Regions from separate parts of the Mus musculus genome. Here region 2 is linked to region 1. Evidence: chromatin contacts called from public HiChIP or PLAC-seq data. All regions are on one chromosome and are shown on one strand. Each heading gives the region's core, a stretch centred on a gene start, on an enhancer-like site or on the middle of the called end of the contact. The rest is flanking DNA. Distances are from core to core; before and after follow the strand shown. Region 1 overlaps Slc24a4 (solute carrier family 24 (sodium/potassium/calcium exchanger), member 4). Region 2 overlaps Lgmn (legumain).

Evidence for each region. HiChIP or PLAC-seq counts read pairs in DNA pulled down with a chosen protein or histone mark.
Region 2: a contact with region 1 is called in an HNF4G HiChIP or PLAC-seq map of pancreatic cancer cells. The contact joins two enhancer-like sites. A contact is called at or near these places in 2 of 39 promoter capture datasets (3T3-L1-derived adipocytes and liver), 1 of 115 datasets of contacts at active chromatin or transcription factors (pancreatic cancer cells) and 1 of 9 other capture datasets (liver).

What each region holds. Positions count from the first base shown.
Region 1 is chr12:102,258,424-102,264,401 of GRCm38.p6, forward strand. Slc24a4 (solute carrier family 24 (sodium/potassium/calcium exchanger), member 4) reads left to right here. Exons shown (of 17, transcript NM_001362345.1): 14 at 1,955-2,069; 15 at 5,915-5,978. Among named protein-coding and RNA genes, the nearest start is that of Gm25203, 7.7 kb to the left of the region's middle. Within about 2 kb of position 3,593, at least 66 of the 459 cell types and tissues checked have an H3K27ac peak or open chromatin away from gene starts, as enhancers often do. A contact at or near this core is called in pancreatic cancer cells, where this site is marked.
Region 2 is chr12:102,419,308-102,425,285 of GRCm38.p6, forward strand. Lgmn (legumain) reads right to left here. Exons shown (of 14, transcript NM_011175.4): 2 at 4,278-4,448. The coding sequence starts at 4,421. Among named protein-coding and RNA genes, the nearest start is that of Lgmn, 17 kb to the right of the region's middle. Within about 2 kb of position 2,939, at least 87 of the 459 cell types and tissues checked have an H3K27ac peak or open chromatin away from gene starts, as enhancers often do. A contact at or near this core is called in pancreatic cancer cells, where this site is marked.

The DNA.
Region 1 (5,978 bases), core at 2,343-4,842:
GAACCCAGGACCACCAGTCCATGGATGGCACAACCCACAATGTGCTGGGCCCTTCCCTATCAATCACTAATTAAGAAAATGCCCTATAGCTGGATCTTATGAAAGCATTTTCTCAGTTGCGGTTTCTTCCTTTCTGATGACTTGTATCAAACTGACAAAGCTAGCCACAACAACTGAGATGTGATCAATTCTAAGGGCCACCACTTCTCTAAAAGGAGGCAAGCTGCAGCTGCAAGATAAACCAGGGTGGCCCAAATGCCTCCAGGGCTTTCTATCTGTCTGCCCAAACTCTGCAGCCAAGGGCTCCAGCCAGCTTTGAAGTGTCGTTGTCTCAAACACTGTCAACTGTGTGACTGCATTCAAGATCTCAAGAAGCCCTTGATGGGACAGATTTGAGTCTTGGAGTTTCTCCAAAGGAAGTAAAATGATGTCAGTTCAGAGACTGGCATACAGACACATTGATGGAGAGGAGCATTTGGCTGGGATTCCAATGCTGAGCAGCTGGAGTCCATGGGGGATCTGTACCTAATCTCTCTGGTTCTCATATGACATAATAATGGTGTCCTCCTCACCAGTGGGCAGTAAATCATAGCATGGGTAAGATTATGAAAGTAAGATACCTTCGTAGAGTGACTGCTATACATAAAGTTTTGATAGAAATCCAACAAGAAGCCATATCTATTAGTGAGGGATTAGTTAGAAGGCGCAGGCAATACAAATGAAATCTAAGCATTAGTTTAAAATGTGCTTAGATGAGAGTTGTGAGTGGAGAGGTATTCACGGTACATTATTACATGAAAAAACAGTTACCAAACAGATACTGATAATATGATCTGGGCACCCCCCACTTTTCTCCTAATATACACCCCCAAAACAAGATCAAGGATTCTCAGACATTTTCAAATGTGGTTCCCAGCCCAGCAGCTTGAGGGCACTAAACCTGAATGCAAGCCTCACGTTGGGAGTGAGACCCTGTAACGTGGTGCTAATAAGGATCGTCTGTGTTCTCGAGGTTGAGACCCACCTGTAGATGAAATGTGTTAATAGCAATTGTCAATGGCTCTTTAAAATTGGTAGTTAACTGTTCTTTTCACTTAATTTTATTAAAAAAAAAGTTTAATGCAGGACTGGAGAGAGAGCTCAGTGGATGAGAACACTGGCTGTTCTTCCCAAAGACCCAGGTTCAGTTGCCATCACCCACACGGCAGCTCACGAGCATCTGTGACTCCAGATCTAGGATATGTGATGCTTCTGGCCTCCTTGGGTTCTCCATGAATGTGGTTCACAGACATACATGCATGCAAAACTCTCATACGCATTTAATTAATTAGTTAATTAATTAAATGAAATAAACAATTTTAAAGAAAGTGTTAAAGCAATAAGCAGATACTGTGTGGTGGAGCCAGGGCCATACAGAAGATTTCCTTGCTGAGGGGATTGCACACACCTTTAATCCCAGCACTGGGGAGGAAGAGACAGGAGTGTCTCTATGAGTTTGAGGCCGACCTGGTCTAGAAAGCTCTAGGCTAGCCAAGACTACATAGTAAAACCCTGTCTCAAAACAAAACAAAATAAAACAAAAAACTCAAAAACCAAAAACAAACAAACAAACAAACAAAACCTATAGTTTTTCTTAAGGGGCTGAGGCTGTGGCTCAGCTGACATGCATAAAGGCCTGGCTTCAGTCCTCAGTACCACATGAACCAGGTGTGGTGCTGCATGCCTGTAATCCCATCATTTAAGAGGTGGATGGAAGCAGGAAGACTCAGAGTTCAAGGTCACCTTTGGCTCCATTGCCAAGTTCAAGGCCAGCCTGGACTATATAGGACCCACCTCAAAAAAAAAAAAAAAAGTCTTCAAAAATAAACTGTAAAAATAGCACACAGGGTAGGGAGTGTCCAGGGCCGTTACATTCTAAGTTGGCCCTGATCCCTGACCCTGGCCTCTTCTGCAGGTGACTATTATTGGATACACACTTGGGATCCCCGATGTCATCATGGGCATCACCTTCCTGGCGGCAGGCACAAGTGTTCCAGACTGCATGGCAAGCTTAATTGTGGCAAGACAAGGTATGGATTAAGCCTCAGCCCCCATCCCCCGCTGGCAAGTTCCCTGTCTCCTTCCCTGTTCCTGGAGAGACATGGACAAATATCTATCCACCCCATACAGGGCGCTGATGACAGACCAAAGAAATTCCATCCAACTCTAGCTTGGGGAACCAGGGAGTTTACTGGCTTTACTTCCAGCATGGGGGAGGGGGGGTGTGGAGGAGCCACTTACAGGAATATGGGTAACCCCCAAACCTCCCTGCATTGCTATGAGTCCCACCCCACCATGGACGATGACCTTGTGAGAGCTGCATCAAGAAGCCCACCCACAACTCCCTCCTGCATCCTAGCTGCACAGGCCCTGGTGGGCAAGAGGATGCTAGAGCCAATAGGCTTTTGTGCTACTTGGAGGCAGGAGGGAGTAGTAGGTAGACTCTCAGGTAAAGGTCTGATGATCTTCATCCCTCTCCTGCTTGAGAAGTCAATAGTCTCCCCACTCCACCCCCACCCCCTTCACCACAGGCCCCTCTGTCAATGTACTGCACTCATTTCGTCGCCATGACTACAGGGCTGAGGTTATCTCTGCTCCTTGATGGATATGGGATGGTCTTGGTATGCCCAGAAGAAAAAGCTATACTCTGACAAATACTGAGATGGACTCCCTTAGATCTTTCAAAGTGCTTTCCTATGTGGTTGTTTTAAAGGAGACATGTCCTGAGGTTACAGTGTGGGACGGGACAGAGCCTCCACCTAGAAGTCATACAGCAAATGACTGATTATATGCTTTAGTTACTTTTGTTCTGCTGCGACCAAATTACTCCACAATACATAAAAGAAGACAGCTTTATCTTTGCTCGTGGTTTCCAGAGAGCTCAGCCCATCACAGCAGAAACTGCAGGGCACACAATGTGGCATTGGGCATGGGTGGTAATGAGTATCCACATGGCGGTGGATCGGGAACCAGAGGCTGGAAGTGGTGACCCAGTGTCAAAACTTAGGTTCCACTTCCCAGCGGCTCCACAATGCATCTAAGGAACAGGTTCCTCCATCTGAGGAACAAGTGCTCAGAACATGAGGCTGATGGAAACATTGTAGGTCCAAGCCATAACATATGAGAGCCATGTCTGACTCAGGCAGGCATCGTAGGACTCCCAGACACTGGCTCTGTCTGTTCTCCTGAATTCTAGAAGATGTGAAGTGTTTTGCTTTGCGTATGGGCTTTCTTTGGGGTTTAGGAAGTGACCCAGGTGGAACAAGATGGAGGCTGGAGAGGGCAGTGCCAGGGAGAAGAGTTGGCTCTGCAAATTAAGGCACATTTCTCCAAGAGATTCAAAGGCTGAGAAGACCTGAAGAGAAGGCAGTGTGAGAGCATGTAGGGAGAGTAGGTAGGCAAGTGCCTGACAGAATTAGAGGTCACTGGAAGCAGCAGCTGAGGGGAATGGAATTTACTTGGGTGACCTTTGCCCTTTCCAGGACAGCTCCACACAATTGAACTTACCTTACCGGAAGTTTGACGCCAGGGCCCCAGGGCCTGTGGGGCCTATGCACTCTTCACATTCCTACTCGATTCCGTGTGAACCACACCTCTCTGACTCGCTTGGCCTGTAGCTGTGTCCCGCTGTGGGCTCTGTTTCTGCTGTTATGGGCTGTGTGTCCCTCTGTGTATCTGCAGCCACATTTCCTGCTTACAAGAACAGCTGGATTAGAGCCCACTTACTTCAGTATAACTTTATTTATTGGCATCTGTAAAAATTCTAAACCCAGTCACAGCCAGAGGATCTGGGAGGTCATGAATTAGAGGCAGGGTAGGGACAGCTCCTTGCACAATACATCGAGTGAGAAGAAAACTGAGGGTCACGGGGGCCTCTCAGACATTCAGTCACATGAGCCTAGGGGAAGTCAGTCTCACATAGTCCACAGCACAAAGGTAACAAAGTCTCCCCTGAGTGGAGCTAAGGGAAGACAAGGCAAAAGGATGTTTTCCTTAGACACAAGCAGGAAGTATTGCAATTCTAGACGCCTCAAGGTCCCAATGGGCTCAATGAAGGGTCTCATTTAGGAACAGGGATAAGCAGGGTTCTATAGCAGGAAACTGTTGCACAGTAGCTACAGTGGAAGAAATGTGTGTGAGGCTGAGGCTTGGGGTGCCAAGCTGTCCTAAGTTAATAGTGATGTGATCGACAGAACCCAGTCCACATGGTCAGAGTAGAAGGGTCTCTATGACAAAGGGTTCGGAGCCCCATTCAGAGTCAACTGTGTGAAGCAGGGAATCACAAAGGTGCTCTGACAGGAGCATCTGCACCAACCTCCATAGGGCTCCCTACAGGCAAAGCCTGGCAGGTATTGACTGGGGCACCCCCAATGACATATCCAAACCCGCAGATCCTACACAGCCATGCTCAGTCAGCACCTGCTTCTTACAGAAACCCCAGGTGACATGTGCACTCCTTAAGGTGTGACTCACACTTTCCAAGGCTCCTCAAAGAGTTACTTATCTTCCCGGCTACCTGTGCAGCTCTGACAGTTGCCCTGAGAAGCACTCAACCCCTCCTCTCCAAATTCCAACATCTTTAGCCTATCCTCACCAGGTACAAGGAGTTGGTCCCAAGCACATTCCTTCATGGGACCTGAGGCTGGGAGCCTGCTAGACCAGAGTCCAGACCTCAGAGCCCTAAGCTGCCAAGATTCTAAAATTTTTCACACCAGGAAGGAAGAGGCATGCACTGGGGTTGGGGGTCATCAGAGAACAGCAATGAGAACACAGGAGGGGAGGTCTGGCTCACAGGAGGATGGTGAAGATACAGGTCTGGATGCTGAATGGGCTTCTGATGAGTGTCACAGCTACCTAAGTGATGTTATGTTTGTAGACACTTGTGTTCCAAGGTTGGGCCTTCTGCTCACATTTGTGGGTGCCAGGTTACAACATCAGAGTTCTGCCAACTCTTTTCTTAAAGTTGTTCTAGTTCTTCAAGAGAGGAAGTGCCTTGGCTGTGTGATCAACAAGGTCTTGGACAGTGGGGCAAGAAGGGGATTGAACAATAGCCTCTGTCTGGAAAGAGAAAGGTCATCATTCCAAAACCACCAGAATGTAAGATCTGATGCTCTGTGGACCCAGAGAAGGACATGGATACCACTGTCCAGGCACAGATACAAATCATGGCTTGGTAGAAAGGATGTGGGCCCAGCATCCTGAGGCTGAGCCTCTAGCAAAGGGTTAGGCCTTGGTCACCTGCCACATGAGAGTGGTGGTCCCACCCAAACCCAGCAAAGCTGAGAGAACTAAAGGGAGCAGAGCCTGCGGTAGGCCCTTGAGCACGGCAGCTGTCAAGTCGGACAGGAGAATAACGGAGGAGCCTGTGTTCATTTGCTAAAGCCAATGTTGGCAGGGGGACTTAAACAGTATTTACACCTCACATTCCTGAAGGCTGTAAAATGAAGGTCAGGATGTGGGCAGGGCTGGCACCTTCTGGCAGCTATGAGCCTTTTCCTCTCCCAACTCTATTTGGCCACCTTTGTGCTTGCATGGTTTTCTCCTATGTACTGTTGATATCTGGATTTCTCTTTTCCCTAGGACTCTAGGACCAGGACTCAGCCTAATGCCTTCATCATAGCCCATTGCCTCTAAATAAGGCCACATCTGAAGTGCTGGTGTGGTGTCAGGACATCCACGTACAGATCCCACCCACAAAAGGAACCTTTAGGTCTCATGAAAAGAAGGAATCTTAGACCACACAGATATTTTACAAGCATAGAGCCCGAGAAGGACTCCCCTTCTTTTGAACAGCCCCGATAGAGGGGTTCAGAGAGGGAATGAGGGTTCCCTGAGATCCACTCCTGATGGAAGGAATGTGTTGCTTATTCTCCAGGTCTTGGAGACATGGCAGTCTCTAACACCATCGGAAGCAACGTGTTTGATATCCTGGTGGGGCT
Region 2 (5,978 bases), core at 1,689-4,188, 160 kb after region 1:
CCAAAGAAGGCTTTCTGAAGAGCAACCCCAGCTCTTTATGATTTTTTTTTCTGGCTTTCTGACTTTGATTAGAAAGAATTACTTTTAGAATTTTTCTAACAGGATTTTTGACTTGATCAGAAGACCTATCAGCTATCCAGAGAGCTTTTAGAATTTTTACTAGCAGAGAGAAAGCTGTCTCAAGCAGAAACTTAGCTGTCTCAACCAGAGTTTTTTAGAATAGAAGAAAAAGCTATCTAGAGCAGATCTCTCTCTCTCTCTCTCTCTCTCTCACACACACACACACACAGAGAGAGAGAGAGAGAGACACACACACAGAGGGAGGGGGGTCTGAAAAGCTGTCTTGAGCAGACTACAAAGCCAAGAACTGTCTACAGAGAGCTATCTAGGCAGCCATCTGGAGCAGAACATAGGCCGCCAGCTTGGACACAGGATTTGACTTGAGTCTTTTGTTTTTGCCACTCTCAGACACCCAGACCAAGCTGAGGCTGGCCCCTGGCATTGAGCCTGTACCACCGTCCTGCTATTCACCACATCCTGGGCTGCAGAACTAACCCTCAGCATACAAACTCCTTTATTATCCCCTGCCCATGGATTTATGCTTCAAAGGAGACTGCTCGCACCCTTTCAAGGTCATTGTGTCATCTCCCTAGACTGACCAAGATCCTATCCATTAGAAGCGCCAGCCACCACCAACCCCCTCACAGTGAATAAAGTTGCTTTTAGTTTATTTCTGACTTTGGTGGTCCTTCCCTCGTTATTTGCATGCCCCGTGACCCTAAAAACCTGGAGCTGTGGTAATAACCATTTCGTAACAACCAGTACTTGTCTGGAGACAGGACCTCAAAACTGAAAACATGGGTTTGAGTCAAATGGCCTGAGTTTAACTGGCCATCCTAGGACTCTCCACACTTGCTATTTAAAACACTGAGGAGATGCCGGGCCTGGTGGCGCTCGCACAGCTTTAGTCTCAGCAGAGGCGGGAGGATATCTTGGGTTTGAGGCCTGCCAAATCTATCAGTCCTAAAGAACCTCATGCCCCTATAAATACATCCAGTTAAAACCTGCACAGGATCAAGGGAGAGTCCGTGAATGATTTAACCTCCAGGTAATGTTTAGCCACTGTATTTTCCTACGTTGGTTGTATAAAAACCAAGTGGCTGATGAGCCAGCATACTTGCTGCCTGTGGTCTCGGGGCTTAACTTATCTTTTCACTCAAAGGAAAAGCAATCAGTTATGATAACAGCTCTTAATCGGGCTAAATTTCCTTTCTGGACCAGCACACAGAGGCCACTCAAGATGAGTCAGAACTTCACCAAAGCCAACCCTTGATGATATGGAAGCCAAGCACCCCGACACTCACAGGGACACAGCTCCATTTGTGCCAACCTCCCAACAGCTGGTCACTGGCTGTTCAGCAGCCAAACAACATGCATCGTGGATAATCTAAACTGACACACCCTGGGATCATGTACATACTAAAAAGGATATAGGGGCCAGCAAGGTGGCTCTACTGATAAAGGTACTTGCTGCCAAGTCTGACAACCTGAGATTGACCCCTGAGACCCACATGGCAGATTGAGAGAATCAACACCTGCCAAGTTTATCATCTGACCTCAACACACGTGTCGTAATAGGCTTGTACCCACACACATACACACATTCATGCATACATAAATAAATGTAATGAAACTTTTTGTTAAAGGATACAGGCTATCTCAGTGGTAATTTCGATATTAATTACATGATGAATTGATATTCATTTGGACTTCTGGTTTAAACAAGATGTCAAAATTAATTTCCTAAATATTTTTCTGTGTTTATACATTTGTGATTAGGTATGTGTTTATACTGTAGATAAGTGTGTATGTGTGCTTACATTGTGTATAGGGATGTGTATGTGTTTATGTTGTGTGTAAGTGTGTGTTTATATTGTATATAAGGGTGTGTGTGTTTATTTTGTGTATAAGGGTGTGTATTATTGTTTGTAAATGTGTGTGTGTTTATATTGTGTATAGGTGCATGTATGTGTTTATATTGTGTATAGGTGTGTGTGTGTGTGTGTGTGTGTGAATGTGGAGGCAAAAGAACAATCTGGGGTGTCTGCTCCTTGGGTGCTGTGGAGGTTTACATGAGAATGGCCCCCATCCGTCTCGTATATTTGCAAGCCTGGTTCCCAGTTGGTGACCTAATTGGACAGATTAGGGGATATGGCCTACTTGGAATATGTGTGTCACTAGGGGTGGGCTTCCAGGTTTCAAAAGCCCACACCAGGCCCAGCAACTCTCTACCTGCTGCATCCAGACCACGCTGCCTGACACAATAAAGAACTAACCCTCTGAAATTATACCCAGAAAATATACATAAGAAGTCCCCAATTAAATGCTTTCTTTTATAAGAGTTGCTTTGATCGTGTCTCTTCACAGCAACAGAACAGTGGCTAAGACAGGTGCTAGCCACTTTATTCTTGTTTGTGTATATGTATGTCTGCATGTGTGCATGCAGTTTCCCAAGTCCCGAGTGGGCATCAGGTCCCCTGGAGCTGGAGTTAGAGGAGGCTATGAGCTGCTTGATATGGAAGCTGAGACCCAAACCCAGGTCCTCCAAAAGAATAGCAAGTGCTGTTAACCACTGGCCTCCCTCCTTCTCCAGCCTGGCCCCCAATACTCCACCTTCGAGATGGTCTCTTACTGGCCTGGAGCTTATCAGGTAGACTAGGCTGGCTGGCCAGGGAGTCCAGGGAGCCAGCTATTTCCACCTCCATATACAGAACTGGGATTCCAGCAGACAGCATTGTTCCTTGGTGTTTTCCTAGGAGTTGACCTCAGGTCCTCGTGCGCAGCGGGCATTTAACTGAACAGACTCTCTCTCCGTGGCCCCTCCTACATATTTTAAGCTTTTTCAAATGTGGCTGCTAGAAACGTTTCCATGACTCACGCTGCTCTTACTGGATTAGGTGGCTCTCAAGCCAGCTGGCTGGGTCTGGATCCTACCCCACCCCCTCCTTGTGCTGCTTACAGCTCCACCACACTGGGCAAACTGCTGGCCTCCCCAGACCTCCATCCAAGTGCTGGTAGATAAAGAGAGGTAAGAACAGGTCCAGCTCCACACTGCCCAGTGGTAAGGAGTAAAGGCTCTCAATGCTCTAAGGAGAGCCTGCAATATGATCCTGTGATAATCTAGGTACCTGGCATGAAAAATCAACCTTTTAGCTAGCTCTGTTCCATAGACCAGGCTGGCATCAAACTCAGAGATCTGCCTGACTCTGCCTCCAAGTGCTGGGACTAAAAGTGTGTGCCACCATGCACGGCTAAATCAACTTTTTAAATGACAGTGTTACCATTCACATGGATGTCAGCCTTTTAAATACAGTGCTCCGCAAAACCACGACCACTTTCTAATTCTAGAACATTCTCACTACCCACAACAGGATCTAATTCCACGAGCAGTCAACTCCTCTGACTCTCCTCTGCCCAGCCCCCACTTCCCTGTAGACTTTCCTAATCTGAAGTGCCATTTAGTGGATTATTAACTGTTTGGTCTTTGTGACTGGCTTCTTTTACTTAGCACGTGCTTACGGTTTGTCCATAATGAAGCACACGTAATTGCTCCATCCTTTCCGTGGCCAAATCATGCTCCTGAGGCTGATACCGGCAGGAGATTTTACAGAGGCATGTTTTCATTCCTTTTGGGGGCCACACCTTGGGGTGGGATCTTTGGATTGCAAGATTTGCTGTTCCAACTTCCACAGGACTGATGCTTCCCCAAGGCTACCCCCTTCCTCCCAGCAGGAGGCTGGACTGTCAACTATGCCCTTCTCTCTCACTTCCACAAGCTGATTTGCAGGAAACACCAGGAGGGAGGAGGTGGTGTAAAGGGACAGAGGCATGGAGGACAGAGGGGCCAGGAGTCCGTTCCCCAGAGCTTCCACACTGCTCGCCTCTTGTCAATGGTCTCAGTTAAATCACCTCCTCTCTCTAGACCTGCGTGTCCTTTCTATAACATGAAGGGAAGGTGTTAACACAAGAGCTCTCACCTGGTAATCTTGAGCCCCCAAGATATGCGGTGATATCTAAATGCATTTTGATTTTTGAGTTGTGACAGGCAGGCAAGTGATACAGTGCAGACCCAAAAAGGGATTAATGCCTGGTTCTAAAGGCCGCCACTGGGGAAAGGTGAGGAAATCCCACTTGAGACTAAAGCAAAACTGTCTTCCAAAATGGAATGGCCATTTTGTAGGCACAAAGCCAGTGACAAGAACGCATGGGTTTCTTACCTGGTGTCGGTAATTATACCAGCCATTGGAGCCCGCCACAATCACCACCCAGTGCTTGCCTCCATCCTCGGGATCGTCCACACCGACGGGAACGGCACCAGCACCCAGCACCAGGCTGAGAAGCACAGCCACTCTCCAGGTCATTCTGCACCCCGTGTCCGCTACAGAAGACTGAAAGGAAAGACAGAGTCAATTTAAAAAGGGTCGAGAACATCACCTGGTCTCAAGAGGATTGGCCAATCAGCCCAGAGGAATGTGCTGAGGATAACAACTGAGATAAAAAGACAAAAAAAAAAAAAAAAAAAAAAAGCCTCTAAGACCTTTGGTCACTGCTGGGGGTGGGCAGTCCTGTCCCTACCTCCTAACCCTACCTAACTGCCAACCAAAAGTCAGAAAACACTTAGAACTTTTCAACTCAGAATGCAGATAGCATCCCACCAATCCCTGAACTATTTGTGCAAGAACACACATTCCTAGTTGTTTGTGGGAAAATGTACAAAGCAGACATATAAATAAAACAGGAGTTTTTTTGTTGGGTAATGGATAGATCAGAACAATCTCCTAAACTGCCCCTTTTTATTATAATAAATACTTATTACTGTAAAATGTATTTACATTTCTTTTATATTTTTAAAAACATATTTATTTATGTATGAGTGCTCTGTCTACATGTATGCCTGCATGCAAAAGAGGGCATCAGATACTGTTTTAGATGGTTGTGAGCCACCATGTGGTTGCTGAGAATTGAACTCAGAACCTCTAGAAGAGCAGCCAGAGCTCTTATCCACTGAGCCATCTTCCTAGCCTGTACTTACATTTTTAAAGTTATTCATAGCAGGTGGGGTATGTACTGCCACACAGGGGGCAACTTTAGGGAGTTGGTTCTCTCCTTCCACTTTACACTCAAGTTGGCTGACTTAGCAGTAAGTATCTTCATCCACTGAGCTATCTCACCAGTTCCAATTACTTATAGTATAAGTGTAAATATTCACTTAACAAGAACTTAAAATATTAACAAGAGTGTAAACTCAAGTTCCCCAGAAGGGGCACAGGGAGAGGAGGGAGGGAAAGGGGGGAGGGGGAAGAGTTAAAGATTCTACAAGGCCGAAGGAAGATTGGGCTTCTGGCTTCGAGATTATGGAGTTAAAATGTTGCAGACTACAGTCAAATACCTGAGATATTTTTAGCCCTTTGAAAGCCATTCATTGTTCTTCCCTGTGTCTAATCTAACATCCTGTGACTATCCAAACCTTACAATGTAGCCCTTAGCATCCTTGTGACTATCCAAACCTTACAATGTAGCCCTTAGCAAACTACTACAGTTCACCAATCCAAAAGCCAAGAATGACATCAGTTAGCATCTGAGCCAATAACAGCGATGCCCTCTTTGCTGTCTATGGTTCCCACTACCACTACAAAGGAAAATACTCTGATTTAGGACGCTTTTTTACTTTGTCCCTAATGAAAACCACATGCAACCACTTTTGTATGTGTTCCCTGGGCCATGTCATTCATATTTGGCTCCAGAATAAAATCATATTCTCCACGCAGTGAGAGCCGTGTTTCTGTGTCACCAATAGAGATGGCAATTTAAGCCTTAGTGTGAGCCACCTGGATAAGCTATAGTCAAACTTTACTTCCTGTCTTTGTCTGGCACTTACCAAGTGCACGTGTCTGTGTACCAGGTGGAGCAAACACTTT